Linked DNA regions of Mus musculus: region 2 is linked to region 1. A link is a contact called in public ChIA-PET data. All regions are on one chromosome and are shown on one strand. Each heading gives the region's core, a stretch centred on a gene start, on an enhancer-like site or on the middle of the called end of the contact. The rest is flanking DNA. Distances are from core to core; before and after follow the strand shown. Region 1 overlaps Rxra (retinoid X receptor alpha). Region 2 overlaps Ralgds (ral guanine nucleotide dissociation stimulator).

Region 1 (4,252 bases), core at 1,632-4,131:
CTGGTGCCTTTCTCTCAACTGTCCACTTTAGGCAAAGCAGGCATGTTTGCAGATGGGGAAGAGAGCAGGGCTGCTATAGGAGGCTCCAGCTTGGAGGGGTACAGTGTTTACTAACTCTGCCTTTCCTTGTCTGAAGCCACGTGTGGTACGGAGAAGTCATGACGCTGCTTCGCTAGAATTTGAATCCAGGACCCCAGGACTCCCCCTTTCAACACTTCCTGCTGGGTCCCAGGTGCCTGGTTCGCCTTATGGTGTCAGCAGGGGTGGGGACGTCTTGTATCTGGGAGGTACTGGAGCCAGCTTGCCTTGCTAGGCAAGGAGATACCCTGTTTCCTTCACAAACAACTGGGGCTGGCCAGAGCAATTTTATTTTTATTTCCTATTTTTACTTCCTCGTGGGCTCTTTTCAGAAACTCTGGGTTAGATGAGCTCCACCCTCCAATCTCCACCCGGCTTCCTGGCCCAAGCCTCACACACTGGATAGGAGCTCATGTGCATGTTTGTGTGGCATGGGAACAGTACACCTGGTGCTGGGATGGGGGGGGGGGGGGCGGCGGGGACTCCTGCCCTTCTCATGTTCCAGGCACTGGGTGGTGGCAGGCATGAGCCTCAGTGCCCGACTCAGTTTCTCTGCTCACCTCTCCGGCTCTTGCTGGAGGTGTATGCTCGTGGCAGGGTGGGGCATGGTCTTTGGGAAATGTGTCGGCAGTGTGTCCAGTTGAGGCCTGGCTAGGTAGGGTACAGTGAGGGTGGTATTCCGCTGGACTTATTATAAAATGCTTACATGCATTTTGTTTCCCTGGCCCTGGCCCAGATAGAGCCCACAGTGGTGTATGCGGTGTTAGGGACCTGCAAAGCTCAACCTGGGGTAAGGGTTTCTACCTGTCAGCTGCCATTTCAGCATAACCAGGACTTATGCTGGTGACTGGCAGATAGGGATCCTGAACTCCACTCACACTAGGGACAGCCAGGCCACTGACTCCCAGGCCCAGGGAAGGCTGTTCATGGACACCTGGGTTCACTAAGTTCTCTCGATTTAGCCTGCTAAGCCTTTCCACCTCTTAAGAGTTCTGGGGAGAGAGTTGCTCCATATATCAGTGGGTTTGGAAGGAGGGAGTGGGAGGCTCACAGAGGTGTCACTGAGCCCTGGAGCTGCTTAGTTTATGGCCAGGGTAGTGATAGCTGGACTTACTGTCTGTGTACTAGACCACCCATCAGGTTTGGGACATTTGGCCAGTAGGAACAGTTCTCTAGCTTCCCTCCTAGTCCTTCTTGCTCTGGTTGGCTCTGTGCTGGTACAGGTGGTAGTAGTGGCTTCCCTTCAATGTGAGCCACATGGGGCATGTGGCTGTGGTGGTGTTGGCAGAGCCTACATGTGTAGGTCCTGGGGTTTTCAGGTAATCCTTTGATTAAAGGCCAGGAAACAGAACCTCACAGTGTGTGTGTGTGTGTGTGTGTGTGTGTGTGTGTGTGTCTTTCTTGGAGAGGCCCATCAGCTTACAGATTTCCATGTGGCTGCCCATGGGTGCCCTGGGCTCAGGCATTTGGCCTGTGGAGATGAGGGTGCTCCTGCCTCAGAGCTGTGTAAGCCATCAGTGGGCCGTGGCGACATGTACCCCACCCCCCCCAGGCAGTGTGTATGTCAACCCTGGGGACCGTGGGAGCCATCAGCAGGCTGGACACCCTGGGCAGCATATGTGTCTTGGGTACCACGTGCACCTGACTAGCATATCTCCCTCTCTGATTTCTCATCTCTGTGTGTGGGGCCAGGGCTCTCACTTCTAGAGTGGTTTTGAGAGTTGTTGAAGTAGGGCTTATCTCTTGGTTCTGGGCCTAAAATAGGAAGTGATGGCTGAGGGCCTATCAGAACTGTAGAGTCCTAGTCCCAGGGGCAGGAGAGGAGGTGCCCATGGGTCAGTAGCCTGGGATAGGAGCAGTCCCCATGGGACTGGGGAGGACAATGAGCTGTGTACATATGGGGGAGAAGTGTTTCTCTGGAGGGGGCATTTGGGATGGCTGCTTCTAAAACCATCCTGAAGTGCAGGAGTTTCCAGGGCTAGGAGGGAAGACTCACACTGGCTGTAGCCCCAACAGGGTCTCGAGAGTAAAGTCATGTCCAAGCCCCACTGGTCTTTCCTAGTGATCCAGCCTTATTGGAGACAGACTTATCCTGCAGGGCCCCCATGCCTTGGGACCCATCCTCACTAGTACTGCACTGAGCATAGCCTTGAGCCAGCTGTTCGATTCCGGGCTTCTTCCTCCCCTGCACAATTTTTTTGTAACTGTGGGAAAGAGTACTTCCTCCCCCAGACAGCAGTCAGGAGCGTGCTCAGCAGATGAGATGGATCTGGTGCCTCCCTCAAGCTCTCTGGCCTGCGTGCCCTGCCAATGTACGACATGCACGATATAGGGCTGACTTTGTGCTGGGTCTAGCTGCTGAGCCAAAGGTACCTAATGTGTGTGTCCTGTGCATTCCTACCTCTGGGCTCATGTCCTCCTCCTGGCTGGTGGCCTCCCTGACCCTTCTGCTGTTTGTTTTCATCCCTTGGGATTTAGACTCAATATCTTTGGGAATAGAGTGGCCTAAGCCCCATCTCTGCCTCATGCATTCATCAGGTATGGGTTAGTGGGGACCTAGCCTGTCTGGAGTCTGCAGCTTAACTATGGACAAGCCCACTTCCACACCCCTGTCCAGGCCTTAGTTTTCCTATCGCTTTCTGTGTGAGGGTGTTTATCCTGAGCTTATCATGGGAGGGTGGCTAGTTTCTATAGCCTGTGAGGACTGGTACCAGCTAGGCCTCAAGCTTTCTCTTGGGGTTCAGTTTCCTGCCTCAATACTCGCCACCCACCGGAAGGGGCTGTGATTGGGGTCCGCCCCATGTGCCTGACTCAGCAGCCACAGGGTGGGGGAAACCGGAGGTTTCTTGTCTAACCCCTACGCAGGCACCCTCCCACAGCTGAGATTCCTCTTATGAAGGTGGGTGTGGAGGCCTCAGTTCCTAGAAGAACAGGGTAGGGCTAAATCTTAGGTTTTAGACTCCTCCTGGGTCCCTGTGGATGCCTGCCAGACTCTGCACCTCTTTTTGGTGCCCTCTTCTCTGTTTCTGACAGGTGTCTACTTGTGTGGGAATACACAAGACATAGGCATTACTACCTATGTACACCGCCTCCACCAAGCAGCCCTGCTGGGTTAGGTTCCTCCCACCCTCCCCATGACTCCTGTGTTTTTAGGGGCTCAGTGCTAGACCGAGGCCTAGTATGGGCCCTGACTGCAAGAGACAGTGGATATGGAGTTGGAAATGACATGCCCACTGTGGTCATGGCCACCTGGGAGTCAGCTTTGTGGCTACATTTCAGCAGGACAGAGGTGCTTAGAGAGTGGGGTTGGAGCTCTGAGGCCTTGCCTGGATGGCTTGTTCTGGAACTGCTTCCTGGAGAGCTCTAGACCAGTGGTGGTTTAGAAGACAGTGGAGTGGGTGTGCCCAGTGGCTGTGACTTTAGTGCGGCCTTAGTGTCCTCAGCTGGCAGGTGCTGGCATAGACTGACATCTCCAGGAGATGGGTCTCCGGAAATATCACAGTGGCTTAGGAGGGCAGTTCCCTAGTGGTCCTGAGCATTGCTGGGATGAGGCCCGTAACTGAAAGCCTCAGCTGCACAGGGCTTATGTCGTCCTGGTGACCGACAGTGGCATGTCTGACTGACTGCCTGCACTTTGGGTCTAGCTCCGACCCTGCCTGGAACTGGACAAGGCCATGGGGTTTGGTCGGTTGGGTCCACTGACCTAGCAGCTGCCTGGCCTCTCCCCTTGGTATTGGCTCAGTAGTGGGCAGTGTCCATCCTTAGGTGCTTGTGGAACCTGCCTGAGGAGGGTTCTGCTGAGGCCTCAGGAGCCTGGGGAAGTTGAGTCAGGACAGTGTAGGGCAGCAGAGAGGCAGCTGGAGGAGGTGTGTGACCTGTGCTGTGCATTGGAAGCCTCATGTGAGGGCACGCTCAGCTGCTCGCTGTGGAGCTGCCCGATGGATGCTTAGGGATCCATAGTCTGCATCCTCGCCAGCACGCAGCAGCAGTGTGGGGAATGGGCAGAGGAAGGGTTAAGGAGCCTAGGCAAGTAATAATGTCTCTAATTTCCCCGTGTGATTTAATAAAAATGTAAATCGCTGGGTGGACGGCCTCACCGCCACAGTGTTGACCGAGATGGATTGCGGGCGCTCGGTGGTCAGCCTGCCTTTGTCTTCGTGCTCCCGACAGATCA
Region 2 (4,530 bases), core at 1,463-3,962, 850 kb after region 1:
GAAGTGCCCGTGTTAGCTGGATGGCATGGTCATGGGCTGGCGTGAGTCTGCCGTCAGCTGGGTCTGCTTTATACCCTGTGAGGACTGGGGCGTGCCCCCTCCCACACTTGAGTCTAGTTTTCTTTCCTGAAATGCTAACTTGGCCATTAGCAGGACTCAGGCTGACAGGGAGGGTTCCTGGGACCTGAATCTGACTCGGTGGGAGCTCTGCACAGGCCCAAGACTTTTCTTTGGTCTTGGTGCTCTCCTGCTGCCATGGCAACCAGGCTCCTTGTGCAGTCCCTAGCTGAAGCTTCCTCTGATCACTGAGGGCTGCCACAGAGGCACAGCATCGAGGCTGTCCACCCAGTGCCGGGGCTGAGACAGGGTTCTAATGCTTGATGTTTACATTTTACCCACTCCTTTGGAGCTCATGGCCTGGGCGTGAGAAATCATGGATTCTCACCTCAACCCTCCCCTGGGCTTTGTTTCCACCTGTAAAACTGGAAGGTGCTCTCCCTCCATGACAAGAGCCTGAGATGGCTCACTCGAATCTGGACTGCCCCTCCCTGTTCTGGAAGCTCCTTTCCAAGCATGGGGTAGGACTCTGAGTGAGCTGCCATCTGGATCCAGTAGTCCAGGTGGTCCTCAGGCAGGTGCGACTCTCGTACATCACCAGTTCCTGTGCTGTCCCAGGTGTTGTCTGCCATCCTTAGTCAGCTGCAGCCCACACCGTGCCACCTGTTAGCTGCTACTGCTGTTCTCTCAGCCCATGGCCAGCTTGCTGAGCTAAGCTGGGGAGTGAGACTCCTCCTGAGATACAGTACCTGGGTCTGGTCCTGTGGACTCTGTGTGTCCAGAGCTGTAGGGGATCTGCAAGGGACCTGCTAGAGCCCTGGGGTACCCTGGTGACTGTGGTACAGGTAGGTGTGGTGAGGTTAGAATCACCCGGCCTCTGCACACATAGAGAGAAACTGTGATCTCATGCTTGAACTCTACCACATCTGCCAAGGCCTTCCAAAGCAGAAGCAGCAGTGTCTGCCAGGCCCGGCCACCACCACCACCCAGTGCTCTCTAGGGAGATATGACACAGGCCTGGCATCCCCATCCTTATTGAGCCCCTTGCTGTTCTGGGCTTGGCCTGCAGCTCTCTTTCTTTTAGCTGGGGACATACATCCTGCTGGCCTGCCACCCTGAGAACTTTGATCAGGTGACACACCTCATTCTGGGAGCTCTGAAGAGACTGTGATTGTGGGGACGGCTTACTCCCAGGACTCCCAGGGACACTTTCACCCTCAAGCGACAACAGCCAGCTTCATCCTAGGTCCCTGGGGGCCTTGCACATTTGAGGGCCTGGGGGGGGGGGGCGGTGTTGGGAGGAGATGATCCTCTCTAAGGACACAGCCAACCATGTGGCATTCCTTTCTTGGAGCTCAGAGGCCTCCTGGATGCCTGCCCTAGGCAGGCAGGCTGGCAGACATCTTTGCTGTTTCAGCTGTTTACCAGGCCAGCTTACCCCCTCCTCTCCCTGGACTGCTTGAATATGACACTTCCTACATGGGCTGCCTACTAGAAAGGTAGCTCAAGGTAGCCTCAGGTTACATGGTCCCTGCCCTTCCAACCTCAGAGGGACCTGAGGATAGCTCCTTAGACTGGGGAGGGAAGCTCTTCTCTGTTGCTTTCTAACCAGGCCTGGGGTATCTCTGTCTTCTCTGGGTATCTGGTGCAAAGGGGCCCACACTCAGTATTGTGAGGTGGTCTGATTCATTCTGCTGTGATTGTTTGAAGGAAGCAGAGTGTATGGGCTTAGCTCCTCATGGCTGGAACAGTTCCCATCTGTGCAACAGGGTGTCGGCTCCCCAGAGGAAGACATGTATGGCTCTCAGAGCCTGTCTGCACCCCCACCCCCATCCAGCTGGCAGAATGGCCCCCCCTCGGTTGGGGGAAGGGTACAGGGATCACATGACACTCCCACAGGGCCCAGGCCAGCTGCTGGGCTGTCAGCGGAAGCCCAGGCCAAGCAAAGCCTTGCATTTGAGCCCTGCTCAGGGATGGCCACTGCTGCTCGCATCCAGCTATGGCCGCGGGTGTGCCTGGCCAGGGCACATTTCTGTCTAATGGGCATCGATAAAAACCTGTTACAAAGTAGCACTGTACTAGGGTCCCCAGGCTGAACCCCAGTGTTGTATGGCAGGAGCCTCATGTGTGACCCTGACTCTGCTGCTGATGCTGGGTACGGCCAGGCTCCTCAGGGAAGGAAGACTCTGCCAGCCCTGACTTTTAAGAACGCTGAGCCGACACAGTGGGTGTTCCAGAGCCATGGTCTCCTTTATCTTTGCTGAAAGACTTTCTAGATTTGGGTCAGGGGTTAGCTGATGACAGTGCCACTAGTGTCTGAAGGGAAGTTCCCTGCGCTGAGGAACACATGACACTCCCACAGGGTCCAGGCCAGGATTGCTTAGGGTCATGAGCCTTCTTGTTACCCACTGACTTCCAGGAATCAGGTCCCCTCTATCCCTTCTCCAGAGGGCAGGAGTAGAGAGAGCCTGAGGTGCAAGGAAGTGAATGTTTCATTTCTGCTTTAGGCTCTGAGAAGCAGTCACATGACCCCCTTCTCCATATAGGCCTCATGATTTGGGGTTCTGTGGATCCCCAGCACTGTTGCAGTACCCCACTCACTCACATGAGGAAGAACAGCCAGCTGGGAACCCCCATGTTACCCAAGAAGTCTCAGCAGCATGAATGAGCAGAAGGGGAAGGAAGTGGCCTCAGATGTGGTCAGCGTCTGCACCTGCCCTAGAGCCATGGTGCCGACTCCAGCACTGGGCTAGAAAGAGCTGCCTGCTGCTGCCTGGTCAGCCTGGAACCTCAGATGGGACAATGAAAGAAGAGTGTGGGTGACCCTGGCCTTGGGTTCTGAGGCCAGTGCCACCTGTGACCATGCTAGGGCCTTGGCATAGGGGATCTGTCATATACACCAGACAGTTTGGCTGCCTCAGCCTCCACTTACCCGTCTCTGAAATGGCTGAATAACAGTACTGTCCAGGTAGACTGTGTTGGGCTGTCCAGTACTAAGTAGGAGCAGGTTCCTGAGATGTTGACCTTAAGGTCGTGAGGAGCCAGGTGGGAAGGGGAGTCCTGGCTCTCCATTTTCTTCGCCCTGGAAGTCCAGAAGCCACCTGTCTGTGCCATGCCCCTATAGCAGACCCCTGATGGCCTGGCCTGGCTCTTGGGCCTTGTCTTTCCAGAGCTCCACGCAGGAGATTGGGGAGGAGCTGATCAACGGGGTCATCTACTCCATCTCCCTGCGCAAGGTCCAGCTACACCAAGGAGCCACTAAGGGCCAGCGCTGGCTAGGGGTAAGTGTGGAGAGGAGACCAGGAGGGTGACCCTGCCAGACTCCTTTCCAGAGTTTTCTGTTTGAGGGCCCCAGTCCCTCTTGCGACTCTGGGCTGAGCCTCCCTCCCTTCCCCAGCCCATGCACAAAGATCCTGCTGACATCCCTACCCACAGGTGAGAAGAGAAGCCATTGGCTTTGCTTCTCATTGCCCATAAGGCCATGCATATTCAAATATTTTGCTCGGTTTAAAAGCTGTCCTCACATGTCACTCCTCCCCTCCCCTGTCCTCTTCCTCCTAGTGTCAGAAATCCTCTCACAGCAGGACTGCCCTTTGCCCTCATTGAATGGAAGTTTAGGCTTTGTAAGCGGTCTGTCTTAGGATTACTTTTTTTTTTTATTTTTATTTTAAACTCTTTTTTTTCCACTTATTTGTTTATTATATGTAAGTACACTGTAGCTTTCTTCAGACACTCCAGAAGAGAGCATCAGATTTTGTTACATATGGTTGTGAGCCATGTGGTTGCTGGGATTTGAACTTCGGACTTTCGGAAGAGCAGTCGGGTGCTCTTATCCACTGAGCCATCTCACCAGGATTACTATTGCTATAAAGAAACACCATGACCAAAAGCAAGCTGGGGAGGAAAGGGTTCATTTGGCTCACATTTTGGCATCCTCATCCATCACTGAAGGAAGTCAGGAGGGGAGAGCTGGAGCCTGGAGGCAGGAGCTGATGCAGAGGCCATGGAGGGGCGGGAGCTCCTGACTGGTTTGCTCCCATTGCTTGTTCAGCCTGCTGTCTCACGAACCCAGGCTCACCAGCCCAGGGACGGCCCCACCCACAAGGGCTGGACCCTCTCCCAGCAGTCTTGTCCACAGCAGGCTTAAGGAGGCATCTCTCAGTTGGGGGCGGGGGGTCTCTTCTCAGATGACTCTAATTTTGTCAGATGTATCAAGTTGACAAAATTCTTCAACATGTATACACTTCTCTGCAACTTGCTGTCTCAGAACAAGTCTTGTGGGTCCCTTGAGCTAAGAAGCTGAGCCTGACCGACTCAGCCACATAACATTCCAGAAGACAGCGCTGATGCCGCCACACGGCCATGCTTCACCACTGTTGCATCCAGCATGATTCTTTCCTGTGGTCATTGAACTTGCTCAGGGAACATTCTGGGTCCACCACCACCCCACCCCCGCCCCCGGAGTAAGCCTGT

What was found. ChIA-PET counts read pairs in DNA pulled down with a chosen protein or histone mark.
Region 2: a contact with region 1 is called in an RNA polymerase II ChIA-PET map of memory CD8 T cells, with 7 read pairs. The contact joins two enhancer-like sites. A contact is called at or near these places in 3 of 115 datasets of contacts at active chromatin or transcription factors (embryonic forebrain, memory CD8 T cells and pancreatic cancer cells).

What each region holds. Positions count from the first base shown.
Region 1 is chr2:27,691,005-27,695,256 of GRCm38.p6, forward strand. The region is part of intron 1 of Rxra (retinoid X receptor alpha); the gene reads left to right. Among named protein-coding and RNA genes, the nearest start is that of Rxra, 16 kb to the left of the region's middle. Within about 2 kb of position 2,882, at least 51 of the 459 cell types and tissues checked have an H3K27ac peak or open chromatin away from gene starts, as enhancers often do. A contact at or near this core is called in memory CD8 T cells, where this site is marked.
Region 2 is chr2:28,537,484-28,542,013 of GRCm38.p6, forward strand. Ralgds (ral guanine nucleotide dissociation stimulator) reads left to right here. Exons shown (of 18, transcript NM_001145835.1): 2 at 3,228-3,338. Among named protein-coding and RNA genes, the nearest start is that of Ralgds, 6.3 kb to the left of the region's middle. Within about 2 kb of position 2,713, at least 194 of the 459 cell types and tissues checked have an H3K27ac peak or open chromatin away from gene starts, as enhancers often do. A contact at or near this core is called in memory CD8 T cells, where this site is marked.